3 separate regions of the Sus scrofa genome follow, and regions 2 and 3 are each linked to region 1. A link is a contact called in public HiChIP or PLAC-seq data. All regions are on one chromosome and are shown on one strand. The core of a region is the stretch at or near the end of the contact, and the rest is flanking DNA. Distances in the headings are between cores, read along the strand shown.

Region 1 (4,859 bases), core at 1,348-3,847:
ATTTGGGTCACTATGGAGATTTTGATCCCATGGATTGATGGGTCTGGCACTGCTGCAGCTGAGGCATAGGTCGAAGCTGCGGCTCACATTTGATCCCTGGCCTGGGAACTTCCATATGCTGGGGGTGCAGCCATTTTATTTTATACACACACACACACACACACATATATATATATATTTTTTTTTTTGCTTTTTGCTTTTTTAGGGCCTCACCCAAGGCACATGGAGGTTCCCAGGCTAGGGATCCAACTGGAGCTACAGCTGCCAGCCTACATCACAGCCACAGCCACACCAGATCTGAGCCATGTATGCGACCTACACTACAGCTCACAGCAATGCCAGATCCTTAACCCACTGAGTGAGGCCAGGGATCAAACATGCAACCTCATGGTTCCTAGTCAGATTTGTTTCCGATGCGCCACGACAGGAACTCCTGGGTGCAGCCATTTATTTTTGTTTGTTTGTTTTTGTCTTTTTGCCTTTTCTAGGGCCGCTCCTGTGGCATATGGAGGTTCTCAGGCTAGGGGGCCTACGCCAGAGCCACAGCAACGTGGGATCTGAGTCGCGTCTGCGACCCACACCACAGCTTATGGCAACTCGGGATCCTTAACCCATTGAGCAAGGCCAGGGAGTGAACCTAAAACCTCATGGTTCCTAGTCAGATTCGTTAACCAATGAGCCACGACGGGAGCTCCTGGGTGCAGCCATTTAAAAAAAAAAAAAAAAGGTTTCAATTTAAAACTGGATGGGGTTCCAGAGGGAAAGGTATCCAGAGAAGTAATTTAGATCCATGTCTGGGAGGGCTAATATGCCAAACTTTCTGGACTCCTATATTACTCATAGTTAAATTCTGGTGTGCATCAAAATCATAGCTTGTTAAAAAATAGATGCCCAGTCCCCTCCTTCCCCAAGATCCTGATTTGGTGGAACCCAAGCACCTGTTTTTAATGTTTCTAGTTGAATATGTATGATGCACAACAGGATTTAAAAACCACTATTGCAAACTATTTATATAACACAAAAGCAGACTCACAGGTATAAGAGAATAAGCTAGTGGATATGGGGAGGGGGTGAGTGTGTGGGGGTGGCGATATAGGGGGAGAATGCAAGGTACAAACTATTGGGTGTAAGATAGGCTCAAGGATGTATTGCACAACATGGGAAATATAGCCAATATTTTGTAATAACTGCATATGGAAAGTAACATTTAAAACTTGTATTAAAAAAAAAAAAAAGAATCACTGCTGCAGGAAATAGGACATCCTTAAGATTAAAAAAGAAAAAAAATCCTTACAGCAGCAGTGTGGAAAATGGATCCAAGGGGAGAGGTGACTAAGAGGCTAGCAAGATGGTTGTCATATTTTAAGTGAGGGCATGGGGCCAGAACCTAGGCAGCATGGAGAGCAATTTCGAAGATATTTGAGAGAAAAGCAGAGGAACCTTGGTGGCACTGATTTTAGCGGTGGGGTGGGGGTGGGGCGGTGTGGTTAATTGTGAAAGAGGCCCAGGTTTAGAGACCAGATGATTGTCATATACAAGACTATCCCAAAGCCACTCTAGCTTACTTTTCTAATTACAAAATTCTTTGTCCAAAAATCTTAGTCTCCTACTTCCAGGATCTGAACCTCCTCCTGTGGAGAGGAGGGCTGAAGTGAGTAAATGAAGGACTTTTCAAGCCATAAGCAACTCGAGACTTGTAGCTGTCTTTACTCAGGGAGAGGGACCCCTAAGTCAGCTTCCCGACATGTTGCTCCCAGGGGGCCAAACGAAGTCACAGTCCTGGGTTTTGATCTCCAGGGTAATTTGCCTAATGGCAGATCCCTTGACAAATGAGTGTAAACTTTTCCAGAGTAATCTGCGATACAAAATTAAGAAAGGCAGAGTTCCCATCCTGGCGCAACGGAAACGAATCTGATTAGGAAGTGTGAGGTTTCGGGTTCCATCCCTGGCCTCGCTCAGTGGGTTAAGGACCCGGCGTTGCTGTCAGCTGTGGTGTAGGTTGCAGACACTGCTGGATCTGGCGTTGCTGTGGCTGTGGTGTAGGCTCCGATTAGACCCATAGCCTGGGAACCTCCATATGCCTCGGGTGCGGCCCTAAAAAGCAAAAACAAACAAACCCAAAAAACAAAATTAAGCGAGGCTCAAACACATACACACAGGTAAATAAAAATAAAGACACAGAAATCAAAGCATGTTGAGATTCTTTACCTGCAATTTACATTAAGTGTCAGGGTGCCCAACTCACGGGGTAAAAGTGCAAACATCCTATTTCTTTGCGTGCTTCTACACCAGACCTGGCCCAGGCTCAGCTATCGCTGGACACAGGACGGTCGTTAAAAGATCATGGCTCCAGTACAGTCTTCGGAAGATGTATCACATATTTGGTTTGGGGCGAGAGGCCACTCATGACGGTTGGTAGAGCAATAGTCAGGTGAGATCCAGACTCTGCGATCCTTTCATGGGCTGTGTCCTCGCTGTCCTAGCATAGCGACGCCCAAAGCCTCACACCCGCCCGGGCTGGGGGCCCTGAACCGCCTCTCGGGGCTTGGCCTCAGCAGTGGGTGGCGAGTCCCATTGGTTGAGCCCGCAAATGCTTCGGACGTACACCAGGTGTGGGCGCAGCCGCCGCCCGGGCTCGGTGTCCTGGGTAGTCACTGGGCGCGCTGCGGGAACTGTTCTCAGGCGTCCAACCCAAACCTTGCCGGGAACAGGCGGCCCGCTTGGCGGCGACTCTTATCCAAAAGGGGCGTCTGTGTCCCCAAAGCCAGTTCTCAACCGCAGCCCCCTCCCGGGGAAAGCGGGAAGGATTGGAACAGCAACGGCCGCGGGGGGGGCGTGGCCCCCTGCTGGCTCCAGGAAGGGGCCGAGGTCCCCGCGGGTGAAGGCGGAAGTGGTAAGACTGACGTGTCCTGAGCTGCCCTTCCGATCGCCTGGAGGGCCCCCTGCCAAGCGACAGGCTAGGCAAGCCTCGCGGGGGCTCCAGAGCCGGGCCCGGCCTCTGGCAGTGGAAAGCTCCTTGCAGAACCCTTAAGTGAGCTGGGAGCGGTGTCTCGCGGTGTGATCGCAGCCGCTGCGATCAGGCACTGCAGCGGCCAGCCCCGTGGAGGTCAGTCGTCGGGTCCTCTCCAGGCCCCCGCTAGCGCGCCGCTCTGGGGGAGACCCCGGCAAGAGCGCAAGGGCTGCTGCGGGGCGGCAGAGGCCGCTGGCGGCGCCTCGGCCAGCCCTTCCCGCGCGGAGAGCACCCTGGGGCTGCGGCGGGAAGGTGCGAGGCCGCGTGGCGTTGCCATGGAAACGGGCTGGGGCGCGCGGGGAGGTCCGGAGCAGAAGGGCTAGCAGAGGGGGTACCCCAGGTTGAGAAGACTAGGGAGCAGAGGCAGAGCCCAGTGTTCGGTTTAGAGACGTGGTGTGGTGTGGCGGTTGGGGAGGTGGCCTCCTGAGGGAGGGTCGGAAGGGCCAAGGGGAGGAATTGGAGCCATTGGGCGTCGTTTGACCCTGGTTCCGATAACTGCAGGATTCCCCCAAACAGGTTCCGCTGCCTAAGGATGACAGTTCTAGGGCACCTTCGAAGTTGGAGCTGCCGGTGGTTGCCACTCTTGCTGCTGCTGGGCACAGGCCGTGAGCCAGGGGTGGAAGGTGTGACACACTACAAGGCCGGCGACCCCGTCATTCTGTATGTCAACAAAGTGGGACCTTATCATAACCCTCAGGAGACTTACCACTACTATCAGCTTCCAGTATGCTGTCCTGAGAAGATTCGTCACAAAAGCCTTAGCCTGGGTGAAGTGCTGGATGGGGACCGAATGGCTGAGTCTTTGTACGAGATCCGCTTTCGGGAGAATGTGGAGAAGAGAATTCTATGCCACATGCAGCTCAATTCCGCGCAGGTCAGCCTCTCCACATTGACTAGAACTTAGCCCTCCCTGCCAGGGACTAATAACGTGCCTTTACGGTTTGCAAAGCAGCTTTGTGGAAATGGGCCGAGTTGATAATAACTACAACCCCTTGTGGCAGGCAGGGGAAATGGTATATTTGCATTTGATTAACAAAGAAACATAGTAACTTTTTCAGGACTACAGGGATAGTAAATTGCAGAGCTGATGTTGGTGCCCAGGGATCCAGACTCAGAGCTTCTCTGTTGGTAGTAGGGTACCAACTATCACTCCTATGTAGTCATGTCTTCCCACTCCTACCTCTCGGCATTTCCAACTGGCTCTTTTACACTCTACCTAATTTTCCCTGGCATACTTTTTTCTTCAGCAGTTCCTATCTCAATTTTTCCTTGGTCTACTCCAGACCTTCTTATGCCTTGCCCATCTCCTTTTTCTGGTTCTTAACCATGTCAATACTTGTTCATTTCAGAGAATCCCAGTTTACTGGGGTCTAACACAGTGGTTCTTTCTTTCTTTCTTTCTTTCTTTTTTGTTTTTTTTTTGTTTTTTTACAGCTATACTCACTGCATATGGAGGTTCCCACGCTAGGGGTCAGAGCTGTAGCTGCTGGCCTATGCCACAGACACAGCAACACAGGATCTAAGCAATATCTGCAACCTACACCACAGCTCATGGTAACACCAGATCCTTAACCCACTGAGCAAGGCCAGGGATCAAACCCGCATCCTCATGGATGCTAGTTGGGTTTGTTAACCACTGAGCCATGACAGAAACTCCCAACACAGTGATTCTGGACAGGAGGCAGTTTTGTCTCCCAAGAGACACTGGCAACATCTGGAGATATTTTGATTGTCATTACTGGAGGATGTTATTAACATCTAGTGAGAAAAAGCTGGGGCTGGAGCACTTTACAATGCATAGGATAACCTCCACAACAAAGAATTATCCAGCTCCAAATGTCAGTAGTGC
Region 2 (4,859 bases), core at 1,037-3,536, 170 kb before region 1:
GGGTGGTGGAGGTGGCTCAGGCCCCTCCTCCCCTAGGCTGCCTCGGCGGGACAGAGCTGGGGAGGCCGAAGATGGGGTTCCTGAGCTGGAATAGCGCCGCTTGCCACAGGGAGAGGCAGGTCTTGGGGAGGCGGGGGTGGGCCCAGGAGCGCTGAGGAGTAGCCAGCTATCCTCTGGCCCCCGGCCTCCAGGGCTCGGACCATACAGGCTCCAGGGGTCATCTGGGGTCCACGGCCTAGGGGAAGCCCGGGGCGAGGGCAGTGGAGAGCCCAGACCAAAGCGGGAGGCTGCCTCATTTAGCTCAGACTCCACCTCATCACAGGCTGCATACAAGGCTGCCTCGTCGGAGGCGTCTGAGAAGAAGCTCCAGGAGGACAGGCTGCTGCTGCCTGGGCTTGGGCTGAAGAAGGGGCCTCCGCCCTGGCCCCCTGCCTCTCGGTAGCCTCCAAAGCCTTCTGGTGGGGGGTAATCCCTGGGGGAGCCTTCCCCCCAGGCATCTGGATTGTCCTCCAGCGTGGCTGGTGGGTCAGGAGTGGGAGAGATGGAAGTGATGCGGATGCTGGGGCACTCAAGAACGCGGCCTCCCCCAGCCCCACCGGAGCTCCCTCCCGGCCCCCCCAGCCTCACTGACCGGGCTGGCTGGCTCTCCCAAGTGCCAGGAGAGGGGGCTGGGCGGGGTGGTGGGGAGTGCATGCCAGGCCGAGGGGGTGGAGGCCGGGGAATGCCAATAGGGGTGGCGCCATAGGGAGGGGGCTCCCCCAGGGCCAGACGGCAGCATGGTGGGGTGTCCTCTGAGTCCAGTTCTGTCAAAATAGAAAGGGAAGGGGACAGAGAGAGGGATGACACAGGAGAGGGGGAGAGAGAGAAGCAGGTGAGATGTCTAGGTTCTTTGAGTGCACAGCCTCCCAAATCCTGTATGCTACCCCCTCCTCAGCAAAGAGGAGTCTCTGAGATGCCCTTCAGAGCCACAAGACAAAGCAAAGTTGGACGTGGGAAGGTGGATACAGATCCACGCACGCCAGGCTCAGGGAACCTCACGGTCTGAGCTCCTGGCCCTGGGACCTGGGGTACCAGACGGGGCGGGTCTTAAGGTGAGGGAGGCGGGTTGAGAGCGGCTGGAGCTGGGCCTGGAGGCGTGTTTAAGGGAAGCGTTGGGCTGGGCTGGGGGCGACTCACACATGAACCCAATTAGCAGCGGTTCCCAAACCCCCAAACGGCGCTGGCAGGAGCCCCAGTTGCCATCGCAACGGTGGCCGGGGGAAGGGGGGCGCCAGGGCCGTGATGACGAGTGGTGGTGGCTCCTCCCTCGCTCCCCCCAATCTGGGGGCGGGGGTGCAACCGAGGGGGTGCAGTGCGCCGGCCGGGCGAGGGCGGGGTTGGAGGGGGGGGCGCAGGCTGTGCGGATTCGTGCGAGCGGCCGGCCGCCGCCCCCGGCTCGATCCCCGCCATCTGCCTCTCATTGCGGCCAGACAGGGGAGGGGGAGGGGAGCCCTGGCGGGGCCTGAGAGCGCCCCCAGCCCCCGGCGTCTAGGCTGCGGGCCTAGGGATCGGTCCCCAAAGGGCAACCTCTAGAGCCCAACCTCCCTTTCCCTGGCGGCGCCTCGGGCTCTCGGGACCGCTGTTCCCGCCCGCCCCCATCCAGTGACAGTCGGCGGAGCCGAGCGAGAGGCGGCGCGCAGCCAACAGCACCCCCACCCCCACCCCAGTCACGACCTAAAAAGGAGAAAGTGGTGCCCGGCCCCCAGCCTCACCTCCACAGATCCTCGAGCCCTGGGACTCCCCTCAACCTCTGGCCCCCTCATCTCTCACCCCAGGCTCTCTACCTTAAAGTCCCCAGCTTCGGGATCCCCTCGCCCGTCCCTCACGAACCCCAAGACCCCTTCCCAGCCCCGCACTAACCTTCCCCCGAACCGCCCGCACCCAGCGGGGGGGCCTCCTTTTCCTCCCCGAACACCAGCTTAAATTCCAGCTCCTCATCCTCGCAGCTCGCTGCCCCCATGGATCCGGCCAAAGCCCCCAGGTCCCGGGCTGGGTGGGAGGGGGGGAGTCTCAGGAGGCTGCAGTCTCTAGACCGGTGGCTCCCTCCCTCCCTTCTCCGAGACGCCCCCTCCTTCGCCGCTGCCGCCTCCCTCTGGACGCCCCCTCGTTATTATAGAAACTTTTCCAAACTTTTTTCCCCAAACTTCTTCAAAGTGCCCCCCCCAGCCTGTCCCTGATTGGCTGCCCGGGATGCTCCAGCCCCGCCTCCAGGGATGAGATGGGAAAACCACGCGCGCCTTGTCCTCCCCCACCCTCCTTCCCTCTGTCCTCTCTCCAGTCCCTCCCCCTCAAAAAAAAAAAAAGAACAAAACTGAATTGGAAAACGGTCCCTCAAGCGTGGTACGACCATAATGATGCCTATTGGCTCGCAGTTATGACAATCATTTCCCGCAGGGAGCGCTACCACCACAATCCCCAACTTAGCCTAAGTTCAGAGGCTCTGGGTCCGAGCGTCTTAAAGGGGCCACATAGTGGGCCCACAATATAGAGGACCCACGGAAGACCTTTTTTAAAGTTCTGGAGAATTGTGCAGCCAGCAACTAACAAGGGAGGACCACCTCTCTCCCCCATTTCCCTCTAAACCTAAGGCCAGGCCGGTTCTGGAGTGCAGCATGGCTCCAGGCTTCTCTGAAGAGGAGCAGGCCATTCCTCTGAAGCTCCCAGCCCTAGGCCCCCCTGACTAGGCCTTCTGGAAGCCTTTGCTCTGCCAAATCAGCCCCTCCACAGGTCATCTCTCCCCGTCTTCCAAAAGTGAAGAATATTTAGCTGTCTCCGGGCACTGTTCAAAGGTCCACGGGCCCATGGGCGATGATCCAGGCCGGGCTTTACCTCTACCCTAGTCTCAGCCACCCAGAGGGAACATTAATTAGCCTCCACGGGAAGTCGGCTCCCTCCTCCCTAGAACTGTAGTCTGGAAAGAATCTCGGATCCGATGGCATCCTGCTCCGGCAATCCTGATAACCCCGGCCAGGTTTACCAGAGCCCCGGAGCCCAGCGACCTGGGGGGCCCCAGGGTTGGACACCTGTCACCTGGGCTGGAGGTGGAAGAAAGACAGAACTGGAGTTTCTAGGAAGGGCAGGCATGGTGGGGCCCTGCTGTATGAGAAGGGGTTCGACTGAGATTCGTGGGGGAGAGGTAACCCTTTCCCCCTAGGCAGACTGTGTGCTTCAAACCTCTCTAACAGGCCTCAGAGATTTTTACTCCAAATCCCTCTGGTTCAGGACCGCGCCACCACCGGTGCCCCAGGCCTGCACCTAAAGGGTTAAGCGACTGGCCCTTGGGTCAGACGTTTACAAACACTCAGGAGCCGGTCGGGGACCGCGCCCCGTACTCTAATGAGAAACAGGCTCGTCGGGGCGGGGGAAGAGGGGAGGGCTGGCCCGGCGGGCCCGAGCTCTGCCGCGGCCGAGGCGGCTCCCCTCCCTTCTCTCCCGTCCTCCCTCTGGCCCGCCCTGGGGACCCCTCCAGCCCCGGGGGACCCCAGTGACGTGCGGAGCTGCCCAGGCGGCGAGCCCAGGGCCACGACGCCGGAGGGGCGGGGAGAAGAAGCGAGGCCGGCGGGGAGAGAAGAATGTTCCGAGGCTGAGCGGGGAGGCGGCCTGGTTTGATTTTTCTTTCTCCCCCCCCCTCCTTTGGTTGGCCTCCTCAGGTTACATTTCCCTTCCAGCTTCATCTCGGAAATAAAGGAAGGAGAGACCCACGGAGGGGGAGAGCGAGGAACATCCTGAGACCGACGGGAAGCCTCCACCTAAGAGGGGGGCAGAAGGAGGTGGGAAGCCCAGGCGAGAAGGGCAGGGGAAGAGACCCCGACGTGGCCCCAGGTCCACCACACGCCGCCCCTACCGCCCCCCACCTCTGCCCCACCTCCGCAGCACAAGCAGACGTGCACATTCTTTTCAAATGTCATATTTCCTTTGATCCTGGGCAGCGTTTCTCCATGTGTCTGGCTCAGCTCCTGCCCAGCCAGCCGCCTCCCCCTCTCACCCCACTTTGTGTATTTTCCTGGAGGTCCCACCCCCTCCTCCCAGCATCTGGAAGGCCCTGAGGGCTGGCGTTGGCGCACATTCCCCTGACGACTCTGGCTTTGCCTTCCAGTGACTCAATTTCCCCTCTGCGGGTGGGGGCCCCGGGGGTGCGGGCAGAGGAAAGAGTTGTTGAGCTTAAATGTGGTGAACAAGCTGGCCTAGAGCGCCAAGCTTCCCTCGGGGGGAGTGGAGGGGGGGGCATCTCCTCATCTCTGAAAACCCTCGGATCTGCCTAGGCTGCAACAGAGTGATGGTTTTCTGACTTGCAACGTCCTGCTAGGGGTAGAGAGGGTAGTTTTAGGTTCAGGTTGTTCTACACGTCTGCCCCCTGGCGGCCACAAAGACCCAGCCAACCTCCTACCCGCAGTCCGGTTTCTCGCCGGCCGGGCCTTTGTCCTTGCTCGGCTGCCCCCTAGCGCGCACACCTAAACACAGCTCTGCTTTCTCACCTTGTGTTTGTGGAAGCGCACTGACTTCTGCTCTGCGCTTTCACAAGCATGATTCAACGGCCTTGGAGGTTGCCTTTTTTCCTTTTTGGACTTTTAAAAATTTAATTGTCGTGTAGTTGACTTACAATTCTGTCTTCTTTTCAAGTGTACAGCAAAATAATTCCGCTATACATGTATATGCAGATACCTATATTCTTTTTTTCTATTCTTTTCCATATAGTTTAGGAACTGAACCCATTAGGGAACTGAATATAGTTCCCTGTGCTACATGTTAAGTTCTTCTTGTTTATCTATTTTATATATAGTAGTGTGCATTCGTTAATCCCATACTCCCGATTTATCCCT
Region 3 (4,859 bases), core at 1,064-3,563, 150 kb after region 1:
ACAAAACACAACAAACAAACAAACAAAAAGATAACCCACATAAGGCTCTGAACAAAGTGAATGGCACACAGTAGGTGGTTGAAACATGGTGGGCTGCCTCCTGCAGGCTCCTAGGGACTCAACTTTAAAAGATGAATAAACAGTTTATTAGCTCATAGTGGGAATACCCACTTTGTGATTGTAATTACCCTTCTCATCTGCCCAATGAGATTGGAAGCTACTGAAAAGCCAGGACCAGCTGGCTTTTTTTGGGTGCCCCAAGGGACAGTGCAGGGTTGCAGCCTTAGAGTGGTTTTTGATTTTTTGACTGAGATGGGATGATTTTTGGAGACAGAACTGAAAGTTACACAATAAAAATGTGCTGGTGGACTTGTGTGAGTATGCGGAACACACTGTTATCTTTTAGTTAACAGTGCCAGCATGGATCACACCCATGTTGTCCAGGCTCTGTGCTCATATCCTATTGCTCACCATGGCCACCAGTCGCTCCCGGTCCTCGGCCTTCCCCACGTGGCACACGGTGCCCGTCACGCTCAGCCCCTCCCCCTGCAGTGTTGCCACTGTCCGGTCCACATTCTCCTGCTTCCGGCTGCTGACCACCACGTGGGCCCCATCCTGGGCCAGACGCCGGGCGATGGCGAGGCCGATCCTGTGGGCCAGAGAGAGATAAGGATAAGTCAAGCCTAGCACAGGAAACGAGTAAGAGCATGGGCTCTTGAGTCAGACTGCCTCCGTTCTGAATTCCAGCTCTCCCTCTGTATGACCTCCTGTGTTAGGCAAGGTTGATGGCATAGCCATTACCATAAAGATGGACAAGCTTAGCATATGTTCGGCATTGGTTTACTTATTTTTCTCAGGACCCTGAGGTGAGGTTCCCATGGTCACAGGCCCCCCATCCCTCAGGGATTAAGGGGAGAGAAATGAGGTAGGGGTATAGCAGTGAGACTCTGATTGGACAGTCTCACTCAGAAAAGCCCCTTCGCCCAAATATCTACTAGTCTACATCATCTCAATATTCTCTCCTTAGTTATCTTTTAAGAGTTATCTTTTGTCAAATAAATCGGAGCTGCAGCTGCTAGCCCACACCACAGCCACAGCAACACCAGATCCAAGCTTTGTCTGCAAACTATACCACAGCTCACGGCAATGCCAGATCCTTAAACCGCTGAGGGAGGCCAGGGATTGAACCTGAGTCCTCATGGATAGAAGTTGGGTTGCAGCTGAGCCACAATGGGAACTCCACAAACGTAAATTTTTTACATACCCCCTCTGGAGAAAAGGTTACATATATTGCCCTTGTTAGCCATTAGCATTTCCCATTTGTATTTGAGATTTGTGAAGAGCTGGCATCTAGCAAGATTCTGTGGGGATAAGAAACAGCGTAGACAAAAGTGGTTAGTGAGAAACAGGCTAGGTGAGGGAGGCCAAAATGTACAGAACTAAACACACATCTGGGAGTTCCTTTCATGGCTCAGCGGTTAACAAATCCGACTGGTATCTATGAGGACACAGGTTCAGTCTTGCTCAGTGGGTTGAGGATCCAGCTTTGCTGTGGCTGTGGTGTAGGCCAGCAGCTGTAGCTACCATTAGACCCCTAGCCTGGGAACCTAAAAAGAGAAAAAAAATTAAATCTGGACAGCATATGGGTCTTGTGTCTGTTCTAGGTAAGGGGTGCAGCTCTGTGAGACTCCTGGGTGTCAAAATGGGGTGCCTGGAACATTTCCACAGTGGGTGGAGGCACTGGATGGATTTTTGGCATCTGGACTGTTTTGGATTTCAGTCCAGGACCCTGGGAGGTTGGACTGATGGGGGTGAGGTAGGGTCAGCACCAAGGTGGAGCAGTAGAGCCAGAGGCAACAGTGACAAGAGGGCTGGCAATGAGTGTGGGGTGGTGATCAGGCCCTGGGCATTCCGAGGGGCCGCAGGCCAACCACGTGGTTCCTTCCTGCCTGGGAGGAACTCTGGCTATGTGTGAGGCCTGAGGACGGGGGCACAGGAGGCAAAGGACAAGGAATTAGTACCTGTTTGCAGACAGCGGGGTGCCTTTGAGACTTGGGCCCCCGGGCACTCACCCGTCAGTGGAGGCTGTTACTAGTGCCACCTTATTCTCGAGCGGTTTTCGGCGCTCCACCCCGGTGCTGGCCATCCGCACCGACTTCCACGTCTGGGAACAGGCCCTCAGTAACTGCCCCGCCGCCCGCATGTTGCAGACCAGGTTCTGAGTTCTGTCCCGCCCAGGGAAGTTGACAAAATAGAACCAGCGGCGGGGGTGGGGCGAGCCGCGTCCCCGCGCAGCTGCGCATTCCGCTCCCAGTTGTCCTCTCCCCTCCCCCTGCTCCCCGCCCCTCTATCCCCGCCTCCACTGTCCCCACCAGCCCTAGATTTGGACGGCTTTTCCCGCTCCCCGCCCGCTTTGCGCTGAGGGCCCGCTGTGGCCTCGGCCGCCCCCTGCCGGCCACGGCCGTGATGTCTTGCAGTCTCCCAGTCCACGTGGCGGGTGGGTGTGGACCGTGCTGTCGGTTCTGGTTTCCTGTAGGGCAGCCCGCACCTCCGGGAGCCAGAAGACTCATCTGTCTTCCCACCCCTCCTTCTACTTCTGCTTCTCACCCCTCCTTCTACGTCTTTTCTTGGGGGAGAGGGGACTATGAGTCGCTTGCTTTTGCTTCCCAGAACCCCAAGATGGACTTCGTTTTCCAAGGAAGTCCACTTCTGCAATTGCAATGGCCCACGGGAGGACAAATGTTTTGAGATTGCCCATGGCAGTGAGGCCTGAGGTCCCCACAGAGCACCACGTGAGGGTCCCAGGTGAGGGTGGAGGAGCCCAGGAGAGACACATGATGGGGAGCAGCTGAGCTAGGCACTGCCCTTCACCCTAGCTCAAGTTTTCCTCCATCCCCATAGGCCTGGAGGGCGGACTCTCATCACCAGTAGTGACCAGTGTGTGCAATGAAAGATCCTGACAGGATAGGAGCTCTTATACCCTACACCGTAAGAGGACTTCTCCATTTTCAGGACTAAGCAGTAGCAAGGAGGCTAGAAGGTCCCCTAAACAGTGGTGGAAATCCAGGGAAGTCGAGAGCACTCAGGTTCTCTTTAATCGTTATGTCCCCAGGTCCTAGCCTCCATCCTAGCTCAATAAATATTTGTTTAGTGTGTAAGCACTTCATAAACTGTAAACTACTAAACACATAGTAATTATTGCCACCATAGAGTAATTATTATTGCCGCCACAGGCCAGGCTCTTTGTCTGTAAGCTGAAGATGCTAGAGTAGATGATGGATAAGGTCCTCTCTGCCTATAAATTCTGTGTCCAAGACTTCAGCCTCCACTTCTGCCAACTGAGCTGAAATGATCTCCCTCCTGGGTTTCTGGGAGAATTAATAAATCTGGATGGCTTATGGTACATTGTAGAAAGGCCCTGACAGACCCCGTGTCAGCAGCTGAATTGGTTTAACCCCATGGCCTCCAAATGCCAGGCTGAGAAGTTGGGCTGATCCATGGCAGTGTTTTCACTAATTCAAGGCAAAAAAGGAAAAATAAAGAACATATAGTGAGTTTCATAAAGCTAAGCTCATTTAACTTAACCGATAGTCCTTTTTTTCTGGGAAAGGCTTTTGCTCTTTTTTTTTTTGAAGTTTGTCTTTTGGTTAAGAGAAGATGATGAAGGCAGATGGGTAGTTGAGAAAAGCATTGTTGGTGAAAAAACCAGTCTGACAACTCGATGTCGGTCCTTACAATTAGAGGAGAAACAATCCTGGTCTGTGAAATGCAGTTCCGGGAATCACTGTTGAATAGAAGTAATACTTGTGAAAGATTCATTTAGTGTATGTGTAGGTCAGCTGAAGAGCTGAAAAGGATTTCAGCATTCGAAGGGGGTGTCTGCGTAGTGAATGACACAACAAGCATGCGCTGGCTTTGTCATTTATTCCTCTGCGGAGACGTTACAGCTGCGGTACTCAGCACATCCCTATGAGATAAGAGAGCTTGAGTCTAATTTCCCCCATGTCCGAGGAAAACTGACTCTCTGACTGGTGCCCCTCAGTCTGAACCTCATGAATTATTGACAACTGAGGCTGGATAGCATGACGCTCCTCTTCCTCCTGCCCTGTTCAGAGCTAATGCACTGTGGGAACCCTTCCCAGCGCTCTCCACCTACGGGCAAGCCTGGGGGAGGGGATGTAGGAGGCTGGAGCCAGCCTCTCAGAGCTTTTGGTTCAAAGGGACGGGCTGTCATGGCCCATTTGATCTCTTCACCTCCAGAGTGAAGAAGTGGGCAGCCAGGTCCGGGGGCTGAGGTGGGGGCTTTCCAAAGAGGAAAGGGTTTTGGGGAAAGAGCATTCTGGCCTGGGAATATCACATGGCTGCTCCCTGTCTGGGCAACGTCTTTATTTGGCCTCTAGCACCATTTCTTTTCTTTTTTATGGCTGCACCTATGGCATATGGAAGTTCCTGGGCTAGGGATCTAGGGGTTGAGTCAGGGCTGCAGCTAAGGCCTATGCCACAGCCACGGCAAGACCAATTCCGAGCCACATCTTCAACCCATGCTGAAGCTTGCAGCGATGCCAGATCCTTAACTCACTGAGCAAGGCCAGGGATTGAATTCACATCCTCACAGAAACAATGCAGGTTCTTAACCAGCTGAGCCACAGTGGGAACTCCTACAGCACCATTTCTTTTGGAAGAATACAGGGGACATTAGGGAGGGGATCTGTGAACAGAAAAGGGTAGTGGAGAGGCAAGAGTGTAGGTGTCTCCAGTTCCTACTCTGAATCAAGCTGGACTGTTGGAGTTGGGGGTAGGAAACCTTTGAGGGAAATACATGGGCGAGTAGGAGTCCCTTTGAAGTGGGAACTTTAACA

The links. HiChIP or PLAC-seq counts read pairs in DNA pulled down with a chosen protein or histone mark.
Region 2: a contact with region 1 is called in an H3K27ac HiChIP or PLAC-seq map of alveolar macrophages. The contact joins the promoter of NFATC4 here to the promoter of TM9SF1 in region 1. A contact is called at or near these places in 1 of 47 Hi-C or Micro-C datasets (liver) and 1 of 2 datasets of contacts at active chromatin or transcription factors (alveolar macrophages).
Region 3: a contact with region 1 is called in an H3K27ac HiChIP or PLAC-seq map of alveolar macrophages. The contact joins the promoter of DHRS4 here to the promoter of TM9SF1 in region 1. A contact is called at or near these places in 4 of 47 Hi-C or Micro-C datasets (fetal liver, heart right ventricle and liver) and 1 of 2 datasets of contacts at active chromatin or transcription factors (alveolar macrophages).

The regions. Positions count from the first base shown.
Region 1 is chr7:75,101,374-75,106,232 of Sscrofa11.1, forward strand. It overlaps TM9SF1 (transmembrane 9 superfamily member 1), which reads left to right and starts at 2,598. Exons shown (of 6, transcript XM_013978190.2): 1 at 2,598-2,893; 2 at 3,527-3,884. The coding sequence starts at 3,543. It also overlaps a transcript of TSSK4 not described here.
Region 2 is chr7:74,927,402-74,932,260 of Sscrofa11.1, forward strand. NFATC4 (nuclear factor of activated T-cells, cytoplasmic 4) reads right to left here and starts at 2,287. Exons shown (of 10, transcript XM_013978173.2): 1 at 1,900-2,287; 2 at 1-803. The coding sequence starts at 1,999. LOC110261591 (a long non-coding RNA gene) reads left to right here and starts at 2,318. Exons shown (of 2, transcript XR_002345915.1): 1 at 2,318-3,175; 2 at 3,708-4,028.
Region 3 is chr7:75,253,281-75,258,139 of Sscrofa11.1, forward strand. It overlaps DHRS4 (dehydrogenase/reductase (SDR family) member 4), which reads right to left and starts at 2,314. Exons shown (of 8, transcript NM_214019.2): 1 at 2,073-2,314; 2 at 472-649. The coding sequence starts at 2,203.